4 separate regions of the Zea mays genome follow, and regions 1, 2 and 4 are each linked to region 3. The links are chromatin contacts, called in public Hi-C maps. All regions are on one chromosome and are shown on one strand. Each heading gives the region's core, a stretch centred on a gene start, on an enhancer-like site or on the middle of the called end of the contact. The rest is flanking DNA. Distances are from core to core; before and after follow the strand shown.

Evidence for each region. Hi-C and Micro-C count contacts between places; a contact is called where the count stands out from the background.
Region 1: a Hi-C map of leaf shows a contact between it and region 3, with 8 times the contacts expected there. The contact joins the promoter of LOC100283708 here to the promoter of LOC103630843 in region 3. A contact is called at or near these places in 6 of 25 Hi-C or Micro-C datasets (bundle sheath, ear, endosperm and 2 more).
Region 2: a Hi-C map of bundle sheath shows a contact between it and region 3, with 2.2 times the contacts expected there. The contact joins the promoter of LOC103628970 here to the promoter of LOC103630843 in region 3. A contact is called at or near these places in 2 of 25 Hi-C or Micro-C datasets (bundle sheath and ear).
Region 4: a contact with region 3 is called in a Hi-C map of leaf, with 4 times the contacts expected there. The contact joins the enhancer-like site here to the promoter of LOC103630843 in region 3. A contact is called at or near these places in 2 of 25 Hi-C or Micro-C datasets (ear and leaf).

Annotation. Positions count from the first base shown.
Region 1 is chr6:9,729,916-9,733,125 of Zm-B73-REFERENCE-NAM-5.0, reverse strand. It overlaps LOC100283708 (CID11), which reads left to right and starts at 1,346. Exons shown (of 10, transcript NM_001156607.2): 1 at 1,346-2,279; 2 at 2,386-2,520. The coding sequence starts at 1,956.
Region 2 is chr6:9,167,930-9,171,082 of Zm-B73-REFERENCE-NAM-5.0, reverse strand. LOC103628970 (NAC domain-containing protein 35) reads right to left here and starts at 1,505. Exons shown (of 3, transcript XM_008650167.3): 1 at 1,024-1,505; 2 at 353-621. The coding sequence starts at 1,309.
Region 3 is chr6:9,429,955-9,433,028 of Zm-B73-REFERENCE-NAM-5.0, reverse strand. It overlaps LOC103630843 (expansin-A6), which reads left to right and starts at 1,292. Exons shown (of 2, transcript XM_008651895.3): 1 at 1,292-1,503; 2 at 1,625-2,672. The coding sequence starts at 1,326. The coding sequence ends at 2,280.
Region 4 is chr6:9,700,381-9,703,356 of Zm-B73-REFERENCE-NAM-5.0, reverse strand. No RefSeq gene overlaps it. Among protein-coding and RNA genes, the nearest start is that of LOC100283708, 30 kb to the left of the region's middle. Within about 2 kb of position 1,541, at least 2 of the 20 cell types and tissues checked have an H3K27ac peak or open chromatin away from gene starts, as enhancers often do. A contact at or near this core is called in leaf, where this site is marked.

The DNA of each region.
Region 1 (3,210 bases), core at 97-2,596, 300 kb before region 3:
GTGAAAGTAGGCAAGTACTACTTGGCCGAACCACGGGATAAAAATCACGTGTCTCTTGTGTGCTTTCTATTTGATTATCTGTGTTCACAAGAACTAACTTCAAGCTACTTAACCGTTCTAACTTTCATAATCAAGTTTTGTAGCTATTAGTTTTTGATTTTTACAGGATCACCTATTCACCCTCCTCTAGGTGCTCTCAATGCCACATTGACATTGCTAAGGAAGGATTCCATCGACAGCATAACTGCCCGCAGGCACATACTAGGAAGCAAAGTAGTAGTGCTACGTGTGGGACCCTGATAAGACGACGAGTTGACAAGGAGACAAGGTGGTGCTTGCAGTGGGCGGGTTAGGTCACTCACTAAACGACCACTCGATGATTGAAGGAGTGAGTAAGCCGCGAGTGAGCTAGTGCTAGTGGATGGAATCAAACGAGTCAAGTGGGAGTGAACTGAGCAGTGGAGTGTGGAGAAAAAGTTAGATCAAAACATGCTTTTCGTTAGATTTAGTTCCTGTTTATTTTAATTTAGGTATAAGAGGTTATAAAGCTGAGGTGTGGCCATAACCCATCGCTTGTGTCCGTCCTGAGCTCATACCAAAGTTTGGTTGACCTCTTTCAGAGACTATGTGAGACAACCATCATCTTCCAATACACAGAATGACAGTAAACATGGAATGTGACATAAGCTAAACTTGAGCGAGGAGAACCAAACACCTCCTTCGTGACTTCTGTATGCGATCTTGGATTTGAACCACCGATGGGACCTACCAAGCTATAAGCCTATAACCTTTGTTGGATTGACAATATATTCCATGATTGATCCTCAGAGGAAGGCCATTACGTTTACATTTAGCTGCCAGGCATATAGATGTACGAAGATAAAGCCGTTCTTTCTGCTATTTCAGCACTACTACTTGCTCTTCTGTATTCGTAGGCAGGGTTCAGCGCAGCAACCGAAAGCAGAAACCTGCCACTGCCTCGGCGATCCTTTGGGTCCGGGGAACACGACGCGGGAGAGCGTCATCTGGCTTTTGGGCCGCCGGGATGAAGGCGTGCGGGCCAGGCCAGGCCAACCAGCCAACAAACTGTGCCGATGGATAGAAAGGAATGGAGCCCGTCAGACTACTAGACTTGGCCGAAGCAGAACGCAACAACCTTCCTCGTCGTCTTTTTATTTCGTGCAAAGACCCTTGTGGTATCTCGTTTTCGCAACGGACGCCCCGCTGCGCTGCGTTTTCTGATACACCACACCGCACCACTTTTTTTTTTTTTCGGAAGGCGTTGTGCGACATGGAGGAGAGGGGCTTTTGGCTAAAGAGCCAGCAGGGCGCCGGGGGCGGCCGGCGAAGCAGCAGAAGGGAACAGGCGCACCACGGGACTGGGAGAGAGAGAGAGAGAGAGAGAGAGAAAGAAAAAAAAAGCAGCAGGCACCAGTGCATCGCCACCGTACCGGAGGGGGCAGCGCCCAAAAAAGGCAAACGGGAGGGTGGGCGAGCCTGCTCTTCCTGTCTGGGAGAGAGACCGAAGAAGAGGAGAGAGAGGCGCAGCGCAGCGCAGCGCAGGCGCGCATCTCCCCCCTCCCCTTGCCGGCTGGCCCCTGCTGCAGCTCTGCTCCGGTCGGCTCTGCCCCCCCGCTCTGCTGACTGCTCTGCCGCTGCTGCTGTCGCAGGCGCGCCACCAACCCGCCGATGCGCGCGTAGCGGCGTAGGTACCATCATCATCCATCCCCGCGACGACCCACCACCCACCCCTGCAGTCTGCAGCATCCCCTTCCCCACTCCCGGCTGGTCTGCTGCGGCCACCCCTGCGCCGATCCACCTCCGCTGCTTCCTGCCTCAATATATTCGCCCGCCTCGTCGCGTCCGACCCCGCCACAGAAGGCCTTCCAGAACCCTCCGACCCCTCACCTCCGCCCCGCTCCACTCTCCTCCTCCTCCCGGGCCGGCCGACTCCGATGGCCGTCGTCGAGGCCGCCGCCGCCGACCACGCCGCGCCGCCGCTCCAGGAGGAGGCACCGGGCGCGGGCGCGGGCGCTGGCGCCGACGCCGGGGAGCGCGAGATGCGGGATCTGGAGGACCTGCTCTCCAAGCTCAACCCCATGGCCGAGGAGTTCGTCCCGCCGTCCCTCGCCTCCCCCGCCGCCCTCACGCCCGCGCCGCTCTCCCCCGCCGCCTACGGCTTCTACCCGGCCGGCGCCGGCTTCGCGGTCGCCTCGCCGGGCCACGGCGGCGTCGTCGGCTTCCCGGCCGTCGCGGACGCCCACGCCGCACGAGGCAGGGTACGGACGCTCCTTCAGATTTTGGCCTGCCCCCCTCCCCCCTGCGGTCCTGCTCGCGTCGGTTCCGTTTCCGATGTCTCCCAGCTGATGATCCGCTCCGCTGCAGAAGAAGGGCGGAGCCGGAGGAGGGTTCAGCGGCCACGGTCACCCCGCCAGGAGGCGGACCAACAGCCGCACCAGCATGGCGCAGCGCGACGAGATCATCCGCCGCACCGTCTACGTCTCCGACATCGATCACCAGGTCCCCGATCCATTTCCTCCTCCCCCCCCGTGTCGTGTCGTGTCTAGTCTAGTCGAGCCAGTTGGGAATTTTCCCTCTCCCGCTAGCAGCCTACCTACCGATACCGATCGATTGACCGATCTCTGATGCCAATTTGTTATTTTCTTTCTCGTCGCACTAGCCGTGACGATTAATTCCGGGTTCTGTCCGTGCGTGCTCCTGGGCAACAGGATGAGATCACGAGAGCGGATGATGTTTTGTCATGAGCGTGATGGCTCGGGGAGCACAGGTTGGGGTGTGGCATACGCCACCACGCACGCAGTAGGCAGTACTAGAGGCATGGGCGTTGCCGCCCCCCGAGTATGAGCCATCCTTTTTGGCCGCTGCTTTGGTAGATTTTGATGCCACTTTGTGCTAGTTTATCTTGCTGCTGCTTGGCTATTTGTTCCGTGCGGAATCTGGAAAGCTGTGTGCTCTGTTCTGTTTTGCCTTTTGTGTGCTTGGCTGCCTGTGCTGCAGCGAGCCTTTAGTATTGTTCTTCTCTGGTGATGTGGTTCATCTTTCTTGGGTTCACCTGCCATGTGCTTCTGTCCGCTGCAGTGTGGCATCTCTCCTTTTGTTCGTGTGTTTTGTGTCATGGCATCTTATGTTGGGGTAGGATCTATAATATCATGTTGCTGGTTTCATCAAAGATGTTTATGGACTGTCTGA
Region 2 (3,153 bases), core at 256-2,755, 260 kb after region 3:
TCAGAATTAAAACTTCGTCGTCTCTGGAAAGTGGGGGGATTTTAAGCAGTAGAGTAGAGGCATCTTTCAAACTTTGTGTGCTAGCTTTGCGCCAACATCTCTCTCAAAGAACTAAAAAGAAAAACGACTCAAATCAATAATTGAGGGAAACGGCAGATAAGAGAACTGAAGCAGCTATGCAGAGCGAGAGGATCATATCCATCGCCGAAAGGAAAGATAGAATTAAGGGAAACAAATAGAGTTAAAATTTCTCAAAAAAGAAATCATCTTTATTTATATATACTGCTTGTTAGCAGATGCATGCACGGAAAATTAAAAGCTAAGCTAATAAACGACAGGTTTTAATTCCTACCTTTTGGTAGCGGTCAGCCTCGCCGGAAGGAAGGCGATACTCGTTCATGATCCAGCTGCTCCTAAGTCCCTTGGGCGCCTTCCCCACGTAGAATACCAGCGTCTTCTTGAGCCCGATCGGCCGCTTGACCTCGACGTACACCGTCCGGTCGGCCCCCGTGGCCTTCCAGTAGCCCGACGGCGTCACCCGGTTGGGGCGGTCGCCGTTGCGGTACTTGCGGTCTCTCGGCACGTAGAAGTACCACTCCTTGTCCCCAATGGAGGCCAGAGCTGCAGTACGTACGTGTGCGGCGGTGAGCATGAGATGACGATGAGCGTCCATCTATATCCATGGAGTAGCTAGTAGACAGACACATGCACACAACTAAAAAGCGAACCAAAAAAAAACCCCATCATCGCATGCGTTCATGGAAAATAAAGCAGGCAGGCTATAAAATATAAAGCTAAGGCTCACATGAGATGAAAAGAAGAGCAGCAGAAAATTATAAAGGCGGTCGGCGGATCACATGCATGAAATCATGCATATATGCCAGATCCCCTTGGCTACTATTACTCCTTTATTGGCAGAAGGAGAGAGGAGCTCGCTATAGCTAGCTGATGCTGGTGCTGGTCTACTGGTAGCAGTCGTTCACATGCTGCTTGCTTGCTTGCTATGCTTGTGTGGTTAATTACCAGGGAGATCCCATGGGTCGTAACGGTAGAGGTCGACGAGGTTGATGAGCTCGATGTTGAAGCGCTTGCCCTCCACCCTACGGCGGAGGTAGAAGTCGATGAGCTCTTCCTCCGTGGGGTGGAACCGGAACCCGGGCATCACCATGTCGCCTCCGCTTGCTTGCTGCAGGTGCCCATCGTCTGCGTCGTCGGCGCCGCCGTGCTGCTGCGGCTGCTGGTCGCCTCCGGATGCTCCCCCCATGCTCGAGCTCGGTCGACGGCGGCCTGATGCTGCTGCTCGTGTCATTACCCTCCCGTCCACGCAGCCTAGCTTCTTTATAGCACGCAGGAGGAGGAGGAGGTCAGGAGGAGGGGAGAAAGAAGAAGAGGTCGACTAGGTAGTACAAGACCACCAGCCCTAACTACACCCACACGCCACACACAGAGACGACACAGATCGATGGATGGAGACCCACCTAGCTAGACATGTACACAAGTGGACGGATGGCCGGACGGCCGGCCGGCCTATACGGTTGTGCGGTGCGGTATTCTCCTCTCTAGCTCGCTCTTGGACGGGCGAATGAGATTGACTGCTGCTTGCAAGTGGTGGTGCGCTGCTACTGGTGGTGGTGAAGGAGGGCCGGGCAAAGAGAGACGGAGAAGACTATATGCCTAATTAAAACTCAAATTAGACAGCACGCCAATTGACGATGAGGATCGGCAGTGTCGTCGTCCTATTGATATGTGCAGGTATTAATGGCTGTTACTTTTAGCTAAGCAACCTCTACATGTATATATACACAGGCAGAGAGAAGTAGAGATGTACAAACGGGCTTCCAGGCCCGGCTCGACACGGTCCCGGTGAAGCCTGACCCAGTAAGTACGTACATAGTCCACCAGTCACGGTTAGAAAATCGGGTCGGGTCTTGAAGGCCCGCGGGCTCACATCTAAACATGGCTAGCCAGGTACGACGCTAGGTCAGGCCGCTAAATAGGTCGGGCAACTTAAATGAGTCTTTTGTGCAATTAGTTGTTAATTAGGATTTTATATATAACGAACGAGAAGTGGGTCGACCATTAAAAGCGGGTCGTGCCGGGTCGGCCCAACAGGCTCACTACTATGCATGGGCCCGCCCTGTCCCTTTGTGTCGGGCCGACACAAGCACGTAGGAAACCAGGTTGAGCCGGACTAGTATCGGACAAAGAAAGAGGGCTACGGGGCCGCGGGCTTTATGTACATCTCTAGAGAGAAGCTAGCTAGCAAGAGATCACATCACACAGGTTGTGTAGTTATGTAAATATATACACAAAGAGAAAAAGACTATCAGATCAGTACTCTCTCACGTAACTTCTCCACATAGTAGATATGTGTATGTATTTGTATGTGTCATCATGTAAGTATAGTGGCTGACTGGTCCGGGCAAAAAGCAGGAGAGAACTGCCTGCTACAGGTAGGAAGCACCTGGCTATAGGAAATGAGAGGGGAAGGGAACTTCTACGATTCTGCTAAGACAACTTCAACGCTGGCCTATAAATTTGGACAACGTAACAGGGACAATCCGAGTTGAGTTGTTGATGCAACCGTACAACTAAGACATAGATATGAAGGCGAAAAGTCTTTTTTTTAGAAAAATGCAGAGAGGTGGGAAATTTATTTATTTTTGAAAAAAAATTATTTTTAAAAAGGTCCTCTCACCTCTATGGTTGTGTCTTAGTCACGGTTACACCGGGTTGCATATGAGACATTTCCATAAATTTGAGCAGTGCCTTCGAGATAGTTGGAATGGCATGCGTGAATGTTCACTTCAGATATAAAAATGTTTATATTGTTTAGGTGTAGCTAGAAGCCAAAGGGATTTTTTTTGTATTTTAACCTTTGAGATATAATACAAGATGTATTCGTGTATACGCCTAATTAGAAAAAGCACGCCGAATTAAATTTTTAGAAATGAAACTAGATACTTTTGTCACACGCGTACGTACGGCAAGAGATCGACCAGGCGTACGTGACAAATGAACACACGACCACACGACAACGTACGTTTCTATGACTAATTAATCAAGTGAACACGTACGTACGTTTCAACGTCTCTGCCATTGGTAGAATATAGCTTCTGAACATTCATCGTCTATTAAATATTGGTTTTTGGG
Region 3 (3,074 bases), core at 43-2,542:
TTATTTTGTAATAAGACTTCCGCTATGTAATAAATACGCTGATGTTATTGTGACATTTATCTCTATACACTCTGTTATTATATATGTTTTGTCTTCTTGACGCATGTATGAGATGCACCCGGCTTTGTTCGTTAAAGCCCGGGTGTGACATGTAGAAATTCAATTTTCATGATTCACTGAAATGGTGTTTTTATTGGGGATTGTTTTTACTATGCGTATGAGTTGCACAGCTGCAGAAGCAACCGTGTCCGTGTTTGTTTCGCTGGTTTTAGTTCGTCAGATGATTTGTTGGGTTTCCCGCCTTCCCAGGGTTTATCTGCCTCACTGGGCTTCCATTTATGAATTGGCCCATCTAGCTGTTACTCTTCGGCCCATAACATTTTATTCTCTTGTGCTTGGGCTATCCGATTCTTATGACAGTGGATGTAAAAGTGGCTTCGGCTTCGCTTCGAGGGCCATACTTTATCGTACTGGGCCTCTTGCTTCTGTTTATCGTTTCGGTTTCTTTTGTTTTTTTTAGCATGAGACAGTGGCGTCGGAACACGTCTGGTCTGGTGCTTGACTTCCATGTATCTTACCACTGCTAACCATAGGCACCACGTTAGTTCTCATCAGAATAATATATGTTATTACAAAAAAACAATACTCATAAAGTATGAGACACATTTTTTTTCTAAAATTACAAATATCTGCAACTACAAAATAGAATAACAACTGTGTTGTATATATCTGACCATGCACATACGGGACATTATTAAACTCGTCGGGTTGCGTTATCCGGATCCGTAAACTTTTAAAGTATGTCTCTTAAAGCCTTCAATCCCTGGTTTGTATAAAATAAACAAAGAAATAGCATAACGTCTATAACACTATGAAACTTTTTACATCCGTAAACTTTTTATGACCTGCATATGCGTATAGGCACCATTATTGAAGAATAATATACTGTTGCCCATAGAAATCTCCAGCAACAAATACTTTCCAAACTGAAATTTAATTATAGACAGCCATTAATGCCAAATCTTCCCCCGGCCGGTTTGGCAATTAGCGAATTCGAAAATCTTGCTACTTATTAATTGCAGTATATTTCGTCGTTAACACAGAGTCCAATTTTTTTTCCTAGTAAAAGGACGACCGCCATTGGCTGCAGCTCGCATGCTCTCTCCCTCTCTCTCTATCTCTCTCTAAAGATACATAGATAGCTGCTGCCTCGTCGCTCTGGTAATCCCAATCCCAACCATGCATATATAGCACACGCGCGGCTGCACGCTACACACCCACCAGTCCAGAACCTAATAAACTAGCTTGTTACGTCAGTGGCTCACATGGACACTAGTGCGTCGTCGTCGTCGTCGCCGCCGCCGTCTAGCTTTGCGGCGGCGGTGGCGGCGCTGCTGCTGCTGCTGCTTCTTCCGGCGCTGTCGTCGGGCGGCGACGACTGGCAGCAGTGGCAGGACGCGCACGCCACGTTCTACGGCGACGAAACCGGAGCAGAGACCATGCGTAAGGCTCCATCTGCTGCATTTATACAAATATGCAATCTCTCTTCCCATCTCTGTTGCTGGTCACGCCTCATCTCATCACGTCCAGCTGGCATATTGCATGCATGCATGCACGCATGCAGAGGGCGCGTGCGGCTACGGCGACCTGTTCCAGCAGGGGTACGGGCTGGAGACGACGGCGCTGAGCGTGGCGCTCTTCAACGAGGGCTGGTCCTGCGGCGGCTGCTACGAGGTGCGTTGCCAGGGCAGCGCGTACTGCGCTTCGGGATCGGCGGTGACGGTGACGGCGACCAACCTGTGCCCCGCCAACTACTCCAAGCCGAGCGGGAACTGGTGCAACCCGCCGCAGCGGCACTTCGACCTGTCCAAGCCCATGTTCCTGCGCCTGGTCACCGACTTCCGCGTGGGCATCGTGCCCGTGCGGTACCGCCGCGTGGCGTGCGGCGGCCGGCGCGGCGGCGTGCGGTTCGAGATGCGGGGCAACCGGTGGTGGGTGGCCGTGCTGGTGTTCAACGTCGCGGGGGCCGGGGAAGTCAGGGCCGTCGCCGCCCGCCGGGACGACGACGACAGCGGCGGCGCGCGGCAGGGGCAGTACTACTGGGCCGACATGGCCCGCAGCTGGGGCCAGGTGTGGACGACCGGGGACGGCAGCTGGAGCGTCGGCCAGGGCCTGTCGTTCCGCGTCGTCGCCGGCGACGGCCGCGCCCTCGTAATCGATGGCGCCGTCCCTCCCGGCTGGGCCTTCGGCCAGAGCTTCGAGGGCAAGGGCCAGTTCTGATTCGTTTCTGGCAGAACCGGCCGGCCGGGAAGAATACACAGCATCCCAGGTTATGCATGGAGGTCGCACACGTACGCGCCGCGCGCTACAGCTACTGCCCCATAACTCCATGTCTCCATGCATGCCGTTGCTAACTGCTGAGTTCCTTCGACCATGCATGCCATTGCCATTGTTGTTGTTTCGGTACGTTCAGAGCTCACAGGCGCTGACAAATCGCGAAAGGATCTGTCCGACGATCGAGCGGCGTAAATGACGGCCCGATTATTCGCCAAATTGATACGCAAGCGTGTGACCGACCTGTGATCTCGATCGATGGATGATGAGCAGCAGAGATAGGCTTTCTTGCTCGGTGTAGTACGTATGTAGTTGCGTGCAATCATCAACCGTCCAATTATTCCGACTACTACTCCATGGCTACTCCATCGCTCCATCTTCTCCGTGCAATCATAAAAAAAGAACGATGTACAAAAAAAAGGACCGAACAATATACATGCAATGCGTGCACAGGTTGACCCAAACCCAAAAACGAACAGAAGCAGTGATGATGATGAGCTGACGACCATCGGATCGGTTAGCTAACACGCGTCTACATCTCCTACGCCCTCATATTTTCGGAACACCAATTAAAATACTTCCTTTCCCTGACCTCCCAGGTAGTGCTAGGAATATGGACCAAGCTTTTTGGGCCAGCACGTACACGACACGAAAACAGAAGTCCAAATCACGGTCCCACACAAAACAATATGGGCCGGGCCTCAATTCTAGCCCGTCAAGCCCCCGGCACGGCCCGTACA
Region 4 (2,976 bases), core at 292-2,791, 270 kb before region 3:
TACATCCATCCATCTAAGGACTAGTTTGGGAACCCCATTTTTCTAAGGGATTTTCATTTTTCCAAGGGAAAATGAACTAAATTTCCTTGGTAAAATAGAATTCCCTTGGGAAAATGGGGTTGCCAAACTAGCCCTAAATGTTAAGTATATCCATCTAAATACCATTACAAAAATTCCAGCATCATCCAATCTTCCATGGGGTTAATACAAGGTATTTTATACCTATGTGTCAATGGGTATGGGTTAGGACATAATGATTTGATACCCGCATACCCATTGGGTGAAGATTTTTGCCCAATAAAAACCCATGGGTAGAACATTTAATCTATATACATTCTCTAATTGAGTAAATACCCATTAGGTATCAGGTCAGGTCCCGGTACCCATTGTCATCTCTATTCAATCTTGTGCCTTTCTTGAGAATGTAGAATTTGCAATAAAAGACTCTACAATAAGCAATATTTGACTTCCTTTTGATCAATAGTTCATTTGGTATCTTCATCAATAACTGGTGATAATAGAGTCTATTGGTAGCATGACGTGCCTTATTGATTAGTTTGGGCCCAAAACATCAATCACATTGTATTCACTAAGTGTGACCTTGCCATATCAATGACTTTTCTATTATACCTTTCGATAAGTTCATTTGATTATGGAGTGTATTTAGCCAAAAACTCATGTTTATTCCCATGTATCACATAGCCCATCCACTCTTTTGTTTGTAATCTGACTTCCATTATCACTCCTTACTTTCTGGATTTTCAACTCAAACAAATTTTCACTTCTCTTGATAAATGATTTAAAAATGTTGAAGACCTCACTCATGTTACTGGGATAGAAAACTAATGTGTATCTTGAGAAGTCATCTACTATAATAAAACCATATTTGCTGCCACCAATGTTTTTGTGTGTGGTTGGTCCAAATAAGTCCATATGCAACAATTTCAGTGGCCTACCAGTGCTCATCATGTTCTTATTGAGATGAGTATTTCCAACCTGTTTTCTATCTTGACAAGAACTACATAAATCTATCCTTTTCAAACTAAATATCTTTCAAATCCATGTTATTTTATATGCCAACATAGGGCTTATTTTAAAATTATTTAACTTAGAGGCAAAATTCTTGAGCTATTTTATGTTTTTCCATAAATACCCATGTTAGTTTTTTAATAAAACATAATAGATCTAATAGTTATTATTGGCGAGGATGATTAGAATCTAACAAACTAAATGCTTCATGATTGTGAAAATTTATAAGGTTTATACTTTTTTCTAGGACATCTCGTGGATAGGTAACCTCTAGAAAGAGCCCATGCATCTATATATAAGCAAACAAATACATAAATAATAAAAAAATCAAAGACAAATGAATGATTGCATATGTGAGCACGTCATATCCATTCCCACGGAGAGAGAGAAAGCGCTGGAGCTAACTAAACTGTTCTTTTTTTTTCTTCTTCTTCTCTGGAAGACACAGGCACTAATGGCGACAGTGATGGCCACAAAGGAATCAATTATCACATAACGCGACCCGGTTAGTTGGGGAGACATTGATTAAGCACCTCAACGAACGCCATTCCTGCGGACCAGAAAGGAATTGCATAATATATGTGTGTGCGCGCACTTTTCCACCCTTTTGAGCTTTCACCGATCGATGGCTGATCAAATCTCCCGTCCCTACCCGTGGATCCATCGATGCAGAAATGATAGCAACAGGTTGGTTATATATGTACTCAAATATTCTGAAACCCCTCAACTTGTTTGCACTCAAATTTTGCTACTGCTTCCAAGTGTTCTGAAAAAAAACAGGGGTCTGATGAACGTATATATGGATTTGCTGGGCTTAATTGCCACAGAGAGGTTAGAGCGTGTGTGTATATATAGATTATATATTAGGAGCCCTGGCTTCCAATAACTAAGAGGTTAGAGCGTGTGTGTATATATATAGATTGTATATTAGGAGCCCTGGCTTCCAATAACTAAAGGAAGCCCATGCTAGACAGTGCAATCCGGTCGAGCCGGACCAGGTCCAGACGTCTATAAAAGCTAGGGATCAGTTTTTCACGCCTCATCTCGATTCATTAGCGACGGCGGTTGCCCGATAGCGCGCGCGGCGGTGGACCCTCGGTCGGTGGCCGCGGCTCCCCGACCTCGACATGCGGTGGCGGCGGTTCCCAGGCCGGCGGCGGCGGCCCCCGATCCAGAGGGCGAGCGACAGCAATGCCCTTGTGCGGTGGCGGCGGTTCCCAGGCCGGTGGTCGCAACTCCATTACCTCGACGCGCGGTGGCGGAGGTTCCTCGATCCAGAGTAGTGGCGGCGGTTCCCCGATCTAGAGGGCGAGCGACAGCGGGTCCCTTGTGCGGGCAAGCGGCGGCGTCCACGAAGCCCCGAGGAGGCGGCACTTCCAAGGCCGGCGAGCAAGCGACGCCCGTTGACGTGCGAGCGACGGCGACGCATGAGGCGCGATGTTCGAGCGAGCGACGTCACGGAAGGCGCAAGATGCGCGCATCGATGATCGCGCGTGACATCCTCCGATCCGACGCAGTTTTCTTTTCGATTATTGTGTTTTATGCCTACCACATGTATTATTTACGCTAAAAACTATACGATTTTATGCTTGAACACAGAGTTCGTATATCAGTTTACTGCATGCACATTGGAAAGACAATTCCTTGATTTATGTTGTTCGTAATTTGCGCGCATGCAATGGAAACTCCCACGATTTTGCCATAATTTTTTGATCTGTATAAAAATAGAAACCGCATGCATGCGGCTGCCATGTTTTTTCGGATCTGTCATAAAAATAGGATCGTAATAACAACCTACTAAAGCTATCAACCTTTAATTGACTCGGTATTTACGCTTATAATTGAGAGATTTTATGCTCAAAACTTAAAGTTTTTACGCTCCACCCGGAGATGCGTCCACCAGTGAACAACATGCTAGATTTTTTACGCAGTGTAAGGAATTGCATA